Regions from separate parts of the Pan troglodytes genome. Here region 2 is linked to region 1. Evidence: chromatin contacts called from public Hi-C data. All regions are on one chromosome and are shown on one strand. Each heading gives the region's core, a stretch centred on a gene start, on an enhancer-like site or on the middle of the called end of the contact. The rest is flanking DNA. Distances are from core to core; before and after follow the strand shown. Region 1 overlaps XXYLT1 (xyloside xylosyltransferase 1). Region 2 overlaps XXYLT1 (xyloside xylosyltransferase 1).

Region 1 (4,556 bases), core at 295-2,794:
GCAAGTCTAGCTACAAGCCAGAATCACTTTGGGTACATGGTCAAAACGCAGCTTTGGAGACCAAGAGTATTGGGATGCCTGGGACAAGGCCTGAGAGCCTGTCTTTTGAGGTGCCCTGGGGATAGCAGTGTGGCTGCGCCACATTTGGAAACCACTGGCTGGTTTGTATTTCATCCATATAACCAACTGCTCACTAGTGTTTCACACCTCCAGTTCATAACGGTCAAATACTATCACAAGAATGATCGAATGATAAAACCACAAAATATGCTGACCCCATGGATAGGAAAGAGGTGAATGTCAAGGGGACCTGGGACACAACCAAGTGTGTGAAAGTGTGTCTTATCTAAATGGTTTATGAAAAATTAAAACTCTATAATATATAAGCATATGTTTTAACAGATGAATTTTCCCTCTACTAAATCTTTGAGTAAAACTGACTCTTCGGGAAGATGCAGTAAGCTTTGATCCTGTGACTGGAGAGTACAGCTGTCCCCAGGATATTCACCAAAGTTTAAGAGAAACAGACATATCTACACACCGTATCATCATCTCGTCTGACTTACGCCCAAAGGCAAAGGGCCACGTGAAGTCCACAGCAGGACTCAAGTGCAAAGTCAACAGACTTTTATTTAAACTTCTGTTCAAAGGTATGTGAGTGTTGAAAGTGTGTCAGATGGTGGAGAAAATGACATAACAGGAAATTGTCGTTTAACAACAGAGTCCATCCCTGAATGCTGCAGCCAAGTCTGCGCCTCCGCGTCCACTCACGGGGCCACCGAGCAGTGATTTGGAGACCTGTTTCAACTATCAGCGGGGGCCAAGGGATCCCTGAGCCAGATCTACACCGTGGCAGAGCCCCCCGGGTCATTTTCCCACTGTCGGTGAAACTGTGAGGAAACCATGGTATTATTCCCGGCCTCCCTGCGCTTCCCTCTCTCCTTTCCTGGTGACGTTTCCAGCTGTCACCAGCATTCCATGGCATACTTCTTATTCCCCACCTTCCCTTACTCTCATATCATCACTTCTTAGTAAGCCTAAAGCCTTCCCCTTTCCTGTATTATTTACTTCTGATTAATTTCGGCAGCATTTCACCGACGCGTAGCATTTAACTATTGACTTGAACACCATAGGTATTGCTTCTTATGGAAAAAGAATACTTTAAATTAAACGTGGTCTCTTTATGCTAAAGTGCCCAATTTGTTATGAATAATAAAGTTACCAATCGATAAAGTTACTTTCTATGATCACTCTGAAAAAAACAATAAAACCTCTTTGTGGAAGCCCAATACACTGCCATTCTGTCATTCACTAGTGTTCTCGACGGAGAGGCGCTCTTGCTGCGCTGTGTCGTTTTTGATGGAGAGATGCTCTTGTTGTGTTTTTGATGGAGAGATGCTCTTGCTCCGCACTCCCACCTAACCCTCACCCCCAACCCCCTGAAAGGTTCTGGCCCCAGCACGGCCCCGCACACACCCTGTCTCACTGGACTTGCCCCTTGCCTTCTCCCGGGCCTCAAGGCGGTGTCTACGCCGGGCTCGCTGGAACCTTCCAGGGCTCGGTGATTCTGGGCTGCGGTGGGAGGGCCCTGAGTTCTCAGACCCGCGTGCAGATCCGGCCGCGACACAGGCGAGACCCCTGCTGGCGAGGCGCGGAACTGCAGGCACGCCGCGGCAGGGAGGGCCGCAGAGCGGGAGGGGCCTGGGGCGCCCCCAGCAAAGAAGCTGGGGTGGGGGGCTGGCCACCCATCAGGTCGTCAGGAGCCAAGTCCTCTTCCACACTTCTTTCACCACTGTCTTCAGCTGCCACCTCTGCCTGCCTCAGGACCATCAAGCTGTCTGGCTTCCGTCCTAAGACCCTGAGACAGAAAGGAACCCTGGGCACTTACCCTCCCAGGCCAAGGCCAAATTCTCCAAAACACCCCCTAGAGGTGGGGGTGACGGGGGAGGAGAGTAGACACTTGGAGCCCTGGACATCGGGCCAAGCATCCCACAGACGACAGATAAACGGCTCCCGGATGGTAGTACAATCAGAGGCTCCACAGAATCTTTTTCTGTTGGCAACGGGATTAGAAAATAAAAATAAATCCCAGACACACACAGGCACCTGCCCTTTGCCTGGTGGAATGGAGAGCTCTCGTTTTGTTTTGCCCAGAACGACTTTCATTTACAGCTTCACATTTACAGCTTCACTTCAGCAAGACGAAAAGCTGAGTCCAGACGCCCTTCAAAAAGAAGAGACGTGGCCGGGTGCGGTGGCTCACGCCTGGAATCCCAGCACTTTTGGAGGCCGAGGCGGGTGGATCACCTGAGGTCGGGAGTTCGAGACCAGCCTGACCAAGATGGCGAAACCTCGCCTCTACTAAAAATACAAAAATTAGCCGGGCATGGTGGCGGGCGCCTGTAATCCCAGCTACTCAGGAGGCTGAGGGAGGAGAATCGCTTGAACCCAGGAGGTGGAGCTTGCAGTAAGCCAAGATCATGCCACTGCACTCCAGCCTGGGCAACAAGAGCGAAACTCCGTCTCAAAAAAAAAAAAAAAAAGGAAGAAGGAGGAGGAGGAAAAAGGAGGAGGAAGGAGGAAGGAGGAAGGGGAAGGAGGAGGAAGGGGAGGAGGAGGAGGAAAAAGGGGAGAGGAGGAGGGGAGAGAGGAGGAGGGGGAGGAGGAGGGGCAGGAGGGGGAGGAGGAGGAGGGGCAGGAGGGGGAGGAGGAGGAGGGGCAGGAGGGGGAGGAGGAGGAGGGGCAGGAGGGGGAGGAGGAGGAGGGGGAGGAGGAGGAGGGGAGGAGGGGGAGGAGGAGGAGCAGGAGGGGGAGGAGGAGGGGGAGGAGGGGGAGGAGGAGGAGGAGGGGAGGAGGGGGAGGAGGAGGAGCAGGAGGGGGAGGAGGAGGGGGAGGAGGAGGAGGAGGGGAGGAGGGGGAGGAGGAGGGGGAGGAGGAGGGGGAGGAGGAGGGGGAGGAGGGGGAGGAGGAGGGGGAGGAGGGGGAGGAGGGGGAGGGGGAGGAGGGGGAGGGGGAGGAGGGGGAGGGGGAGGAGGGGGAGGGGGAGGAGGGGGAGGAGGGGGAGGAGGGGGAGGGGGAGGAGGGGGAGGAGGGGGAGGGGGGAGGAGCAGGAGGGGGAGGAGGGGGAGGAGGAGGGGGAGGAGGGGGAGGAGGGGGGAGGAGGGGGGAGGGGGAGGAGGGGGGGAGGAGGAGGAGGAGGAGGGGGAGGAGGAGGGGGGAGGAGGGGGGAGGAGGGGGGAGGAGGGGGAGGAGGAGGGGGGGAGGAGGGGGAGGAGGGGGAGGAGGAGGGGGGGAGGAGGGGGAGGAGGAGGGGGAGGAGGAGGGGGAGAAGGGGGAGGAGGAGGGGGAGGAGGGGGAGGAGGGGGAGGAGGGGGAGGGGGAGGAGGGGGAGGAGGGGGAGGGGGAGGAGGGGGAGGAGGGGGAGGGGGGGAGGAGCAGGAGGGGGAGGAGGAGGGGGAGGAGGAGGGGGAGGAGGAGGGGGAGGAGGGGGAGGAGGGGGAGGAGGGGGAGGAGGGGGGAGGGGGAGGAGGGGGGGAGGAGGAGGAGGGGGAGGAGGAGGGGGGAGGAGGGGGGAGGAGGGGGAGGAGGAGGGGGGAGGAGGGGGGGAGGAGGGGGAGGAGGAGGGGGGGAGGAGGGGGAGGAGGAGGGGGGGAGGAGGGGGAGGAGGGGGGGAGGAGGGGGAGGAGGGGGAGGAGGAGGGGGAGGGGGGGAGGAGGGGGAGGAGGAGGGGGGAGGAGGGGGGAGGAGGGGGAGGAGGGGGAGGAGGGGGAGGAGGAGGGGGGGAGGAGGGGGGGAGGGGGGGGAGGAGGGGGGGAGGAGGGGGGGAGGAGGGGGGGGAGGAGGGGGGAGGAGGGGGGGAGGAGGGGGCGGAGGAGGGGGGAGGAGGAGGGGGGAGGAGGAGGGGGGAGGAGGAGGGGGGAGGAGAGCCGCAAGTGCCAGGGGGGCAAACCTAGCAAGAACAGTCAGTATTCTCCGCACTGTGACCCCGTCCTCCCTGCGCTTCCAGCGGGGATCCAGCCCCTCAGTGTTCAGAATCCTCATGGCCTCATGAGGCCATCTTGGTAGAGACACCACCTCGTTTCTTAAATGAGGAAAATGGAGACTCCCACGTGGAGGCATCACCGCCCAGGCCTGCGCACAGTGGGGCCGTTCTTCCAGTCAGCTGCTGGCCAGTGCTGAGGAGGGTCCCTACACACAACACAACCCATTTTATCTGGCCAACACAACTCTGATGCCATTCGGCTCTCATGCAGTTGAACCGTGTCAGATGAGAAGTGGCTGGAAACCTCCCTCTAGCTGTATGCATCTCCCACCACTCCCCACAGGGGTGTCTGGCCTTTCATCTTACAGAGAGACCTAGGTGACCTGCAGAGGCAACCCTGGGTCACCTGAGCTGCAAGTCCCAGTTCTGGGCCTGGCCTGCAATGTTCATATATTCTTCCATCCATTCTTGTTTTTCTTTACTAAACATAACTGCATGTTACAACCAGCTAGGCATAAACATTAATTAGAAACGCAAACCACCATACTGATAAAAACATGCAGAAATCCTATGA
Region 2 (4,431 bases), core at 885-3,384, 150 kb after region 1:
CCTAAGCAAAGCCTGCACTATGCCTGATCTTGTGCAGGTTTTTCAGACTGACAAATCCACCTGCTGAGCCTATGAAGCCCCTGCAGAATCCCACGCTGACCAGGACTCAGGGAGCCTGGCCACCTGAGTGGTCACACAGAGGTCACATCCTGGGCTGCTGTGATGCTCTGGCAAAAGCAGGGCCACCTCACAGCCTTCAGTGAGGCAACAGCCACAGAGGGTGAGGCCAGAGACCCCACTCAGGGGGACAGCGTGGCATCCAGGCATAGGAGCAGGCTCTGGGAGTATGTGGGGCTATGTGGATCCATGAGCGTCTCCCCAGAGGCCCGGCCTTTTTAAGTCATTTACAGCTTACACTTGGCTGATGCCCAAAAATGACTATAAACAGTTAGTGTGTGCAATCAGACCAAGAAAACAAATCAAAAACCAGTAAGAGGGAAACAAAACATCAAAATTTCACCAGAAATTGTGTAATTGTGCACCATTTACTATAAACAAATTTGGATTGGAACCTTCGAGAAACTAAGGAACGTTCATAGAGGCGATTCTGTCATCTACACAAGACTACAAAGGCTTCGTCATCCTGACAAGCCGCAGCTCCCACTCCAGAGCACAGGCCGGCTAGCACTGCAGAGCCTCTGTCCAGGGCCAGGTAGGGCTAGGGCCCCTGGGGAAGGGATGTGATGAAGATGAGCCTCTTCCTTCCAGCAGGAAAGAGAAAGTGTGGATGCCCCTGAACATCAAATAAGGCTAAGGTGTCCTGTGCTTTCAGAGAGAGGCAAACAATATATTGCCAAGAGGTAGGGGAGGGAGGAGTGTCAGAGAAGAAAAAAACACCGTAGTTTGGAGAATTGAAGACTTGCAAGAACACGGGGACACCGGAAATAAACCTGGGCAGAAAGCTGTTTTGCAAGCTAGCTGCACTGCCCTCCAACTGAATCAACGGTATCAGCATGGTGAATAAACAGGTATGTGCTTTCTAGAGTGATAACAGCAGGGTGTCCGTTCCCAACACACCTATTCCGGTACCATTATTAGCAGCCACCGTTGACCAAGCACCTGCCATGTGCCAGGCTGTGAGCTGTCTCATTTCATCTGTTATCTGAGCAGCACACCTGTGCCATCCCCAGGCCTGCCTGAGCAGGGCCGCAGGGGCCAGCCTCTGGGAGACTAGTCCCACTAGCAGAGGATGGCTTAATCGGGGCTGCTTAACAGTCATCGCCCTAATAAATAAAACAAATGGCCTTAATTTAAAACACAGTAACTTAACAGCAGGCTTTCTGTCAGCTGATGAGGCCTGGCTCCATGCTCAGAACAGGCAAGTAGTTAGAGTGGCCTCTCAGAGTCAGAGCCGTGAAGTCAAGGTCCCTGTGGCTTGCGGGTAAGGCATGGGACATGAAGTTGCCCTGGCCATCTTGACTTGTCTTCCACAACCCACACGACGGTGTGAGTGGTCCCAGGGCGAAAGATAAGAGCCCTGGATGGGAAGGGTGTGAGGAAGGGCAGCAGGGAGGCCTTCGGGCCCTGCCAGGCGGCCCTTCCAGCAAGCAGGCAGCCGGGCTCCTCCTCCCAGGGAGAGGCCTCCCGCCCCAGGTACAGGCCTGGGAAGCCCTCATCTCACCGCGAGGACAGTCGCGTGGGACAGGCCTGTAAGGTGGCATCCGAGTCCCTCCCGCAATTAAGGACGCCGGGCTCCAGGCCAGCGCCAGGGACAGACCCAGCACCAGGGCGCCCCCCGGAGCCGGCCTCTGGCAGCCTCGGGTCTTTTGCCAAATTCCCCACCAGCGCCAGGATACCGAGGGGCCACCCCCACCACGCGGCTCCAACAGACACGTTTCCCACACTGGCTGCGGCGGCCCGCCGGGCGTGACGGGGACCAGGCGGACTGGAAAGGATGTGGCTGGGGCCCCGGGGAGGACCAGGCAGGAGCGACGGGCCTCCCCACGCAGCCTCCCTCCGACCGTGCTGCCGCATCGCCCGTCCCAGCGGCTCGGCCCCGCCTTGTACAAAGGGCTCATCAAAGCCGGTTTACCAGCGGCCCAGGAAGGAAATGACCGCCCGCCGCAGCCCCGCCGACTGCCTTTCAGTTCAGTGCTTTCGAAACAACAAGGGCGGGCGGGGCTAGAGGAGGAAAAAAAACACCCCGCGGGAGCCTCAGGCTTGGGGGCTGCAGCCGTGCGCACCTCGCAGGCCGGGGGTCGGGCGCGCAGACGCGGTGCAGCGGCGCCCCCAAGCGGCCGCGCGGGGCACTGCACTCGGCCCGTGTGTCGGCCCCGGGCGGGGGAGGGACCGCGCCGCGGAGGAGGGGCCAGCCCCGCCCAACGCCCGACGCCCGCGGCCCCTCCTCTCCAGACGGGGGGCCCCCTGCTGACCGCAGCCGCGGAGCCTCCAGCGCACATCCCGGAGCACAGGACAAAACCTGTGCCTGCACCGGAGCCCCCATCCAGCTCCCGCAACACTGACCCCCCTGGGCAGCCTCGGGCACGGGGCTCCAGCCCCGGACACCGCGCGGATTCTGCCTCCCGGAGGTCGGACTGCATCCTCCCGTCCCGGGCGAGGCACATCCAGGAGGAGACAGGGAGGCGGAGCCCCCTAGGATAGGTGAAGACGACAGGCCCTGCCACCTTCACTGTGGGTGTTAGGGTGGGCTGCCTCTCAACCGACCCTTCCGAAAAAGACGGGGCTGCTGCTAACACCTCCCTCAAACAGCAGAGGAGGTGCCTGGGCCGCTTCTAAAGGCAGCTCGCTGTGGCACTCAGTCACTGCCCCTTTCTGGCCCAGGGTATCAGCTGGACGGGGGACACTGCGCCCAGAGCTTCCTTCCTGTTCCGATGTTTGGTGAACCTGCAGCGCTCCCTGAAGCAGATGAGAGGGAAGCTGCACTCCCAGAAAGCGCAGTTTTGGTTCATATTGAATGGATTTATTGGGGGTGTCATCGGCAGGCGGATGACAGATTGTGAGGTGGGCTACAGCCCTGCCCTCATCCCCACACCCACAGCCCCTTGGCAGAGCTGCTAGCGGGGTCCTGAAGTGCCTCCTGCTGCTCTGGGAGCTCCGTAAGCCACCTGCTCTCAGCCTCAGGGATGCCACACCTCTTTCCCCAGCCTCAGCCATGCTCAAGTGAGGCGTCTGCACTTTTATACATTCTAAAGGCCTGAACAGGCCGGGCGCGGTGGCTCACGCCTGTAATCCCAGCATTTTGGGAGGCGGAGGCGGGCGGATCACCTGAGGTCAGGAGTTCGAGCCCAGCCTGGCCAACATGGTGAAACCCTGTCTCTACTAAAAATACAAGAATTAGCCGGGCACGGTGGCGCACGCCTGTGTAATCCCAGCTACTCGGGAGCTGAGGCAGGAGAATCCCTTGAACCCGGGACATGGGACATGGAGGTTGCAGTAAGCTGAGATCACACCACTGCACTCTGGCCTGGGGGACACACAGCAAGACTCCATCTTAAAAAGAAAAGAAAAAGAAAATTAAAGAAAAGAAAAGAAAAAGGGGAGGGGAGGGGAACAAATGTTGCTACTATTATTCTCCTCATCAAGACTTCATACTGGTAAACATCCCCTTGCTGACTTCAGGCACATCAGTGTACACGTCAGAAATTTCCAAACCATGTCCTCGGAATATGCCCATTTCTAGCGATGATGTAACACCTTACAGGGTAAGGAGGGGAAAGTCAAGGTAACTGTTTTTTGGGTTTTTTTTAAATAAAATGCATTTTGGTAAATATATTTTAAAAATACCAAATACATGTATGTAATTGTCCTTAGCAACATGTAATCGTCTCATTATTTGTCATTAGCGAAATGCAGACCAAAACTAAAATGAGATATCACTTCACACCCACTAGAATAGCTGTAATTGAAAAGATGGATGATTACAAGTGCTGGTGAGGATGTGGAGAAATCAGGACCTCCATACACTGCTGGTGGGAATGTAAAATGGTATAGCTACTGAGTTTGGCAGTTCCTCAAAAGGTTAAACAGAGTTAACCATTCCACTGCTAGGTTATACCCCAGTGATGTGAAAACATATGTCCACACAAAAACTTCTAAGTAAGTGTTCACAGCAGCATTATTCATAATAGCCTCAAAGCGGAAACAACCCAAATGTCCATCAACTGATGAATGGATGATGTGGTTTATCCATATGATGGAATAGTATCCAACCATAAAAAAGGGTGAAGCATTAATGCATGCTACAACATGAACCCTAAAAACACTAGGCTAAAAGAAGCCAGACACAAAAGACCACATATTAGCTGAGCCCACTTGTAGTGAATACTCAGAAGAGACACATTTATACAGAGAGCAAGCTGATTTGTAGTCTCTAGGGACGGGGGAGACAGGAGGACGGAGGGTGATGCTAATGGATACAGGGTTTCTGAGGTGACAAGTGTTCTAGAATCAGTGGTCATAGCTGTACAACCT

The links. Hi-C and Micro-C count contacts between places; a contact is called where the count stands out from the background.
Region 2: a Hi-C map of stem cell-derived neural progenitor cells shows a contact between it and region 1, with 5 times the contacts expected there. The contact joins two enhancer-like sites. A contact is called at or near these places in 2 of 7 Hi-C or Micro-C datasets (induced pluripotent stem cells and stem cell-derived neural progenitor cells).

Annotation. Positions count from the first base shown.
Region 1 is chr2:198,294,602-198,299,157 of NHGRI_mPanTro3-v2.0_pri, forward strand. The region is part of intron 3 of XXYLT1 (xyloside xylosyltransferase 1); the gene reads right to left. Among named protein-coding and RNA genes, the nearest start is that of XXYLT1, 160 kb to the right of the region's middle. Within about 2 kb of position 1,545, at least 7 of the 24 cell types and tissues checked have an H3K27ac peak or open chromatin away from gene starts, as enhancers often do. A contact at or near this core is called in stem cell-derived neural progenitor cells, where this site is marked.
Region 2 is chr2:198,444,982-198,449,412 of NHGRI_mPanTro3-v2.0_pri, forward strand. The region is part of intron 1 of XXYLT1 (xyloside xylosyltransferase 1); the gene reads right to left. Among named protein-coding and RNA genes, the nearest start is that of XXYLT1, 11 kb to the right of the region's middle. Within about 2 kb of position 2,135, at least 14 of the 24 cell types and tissues checked have an H3K27ac peak or open chromatin away from gene starts, as enhancers often do. A contact at or near this core is called in stem cell-derived neural progenitor cells, where this site is marked.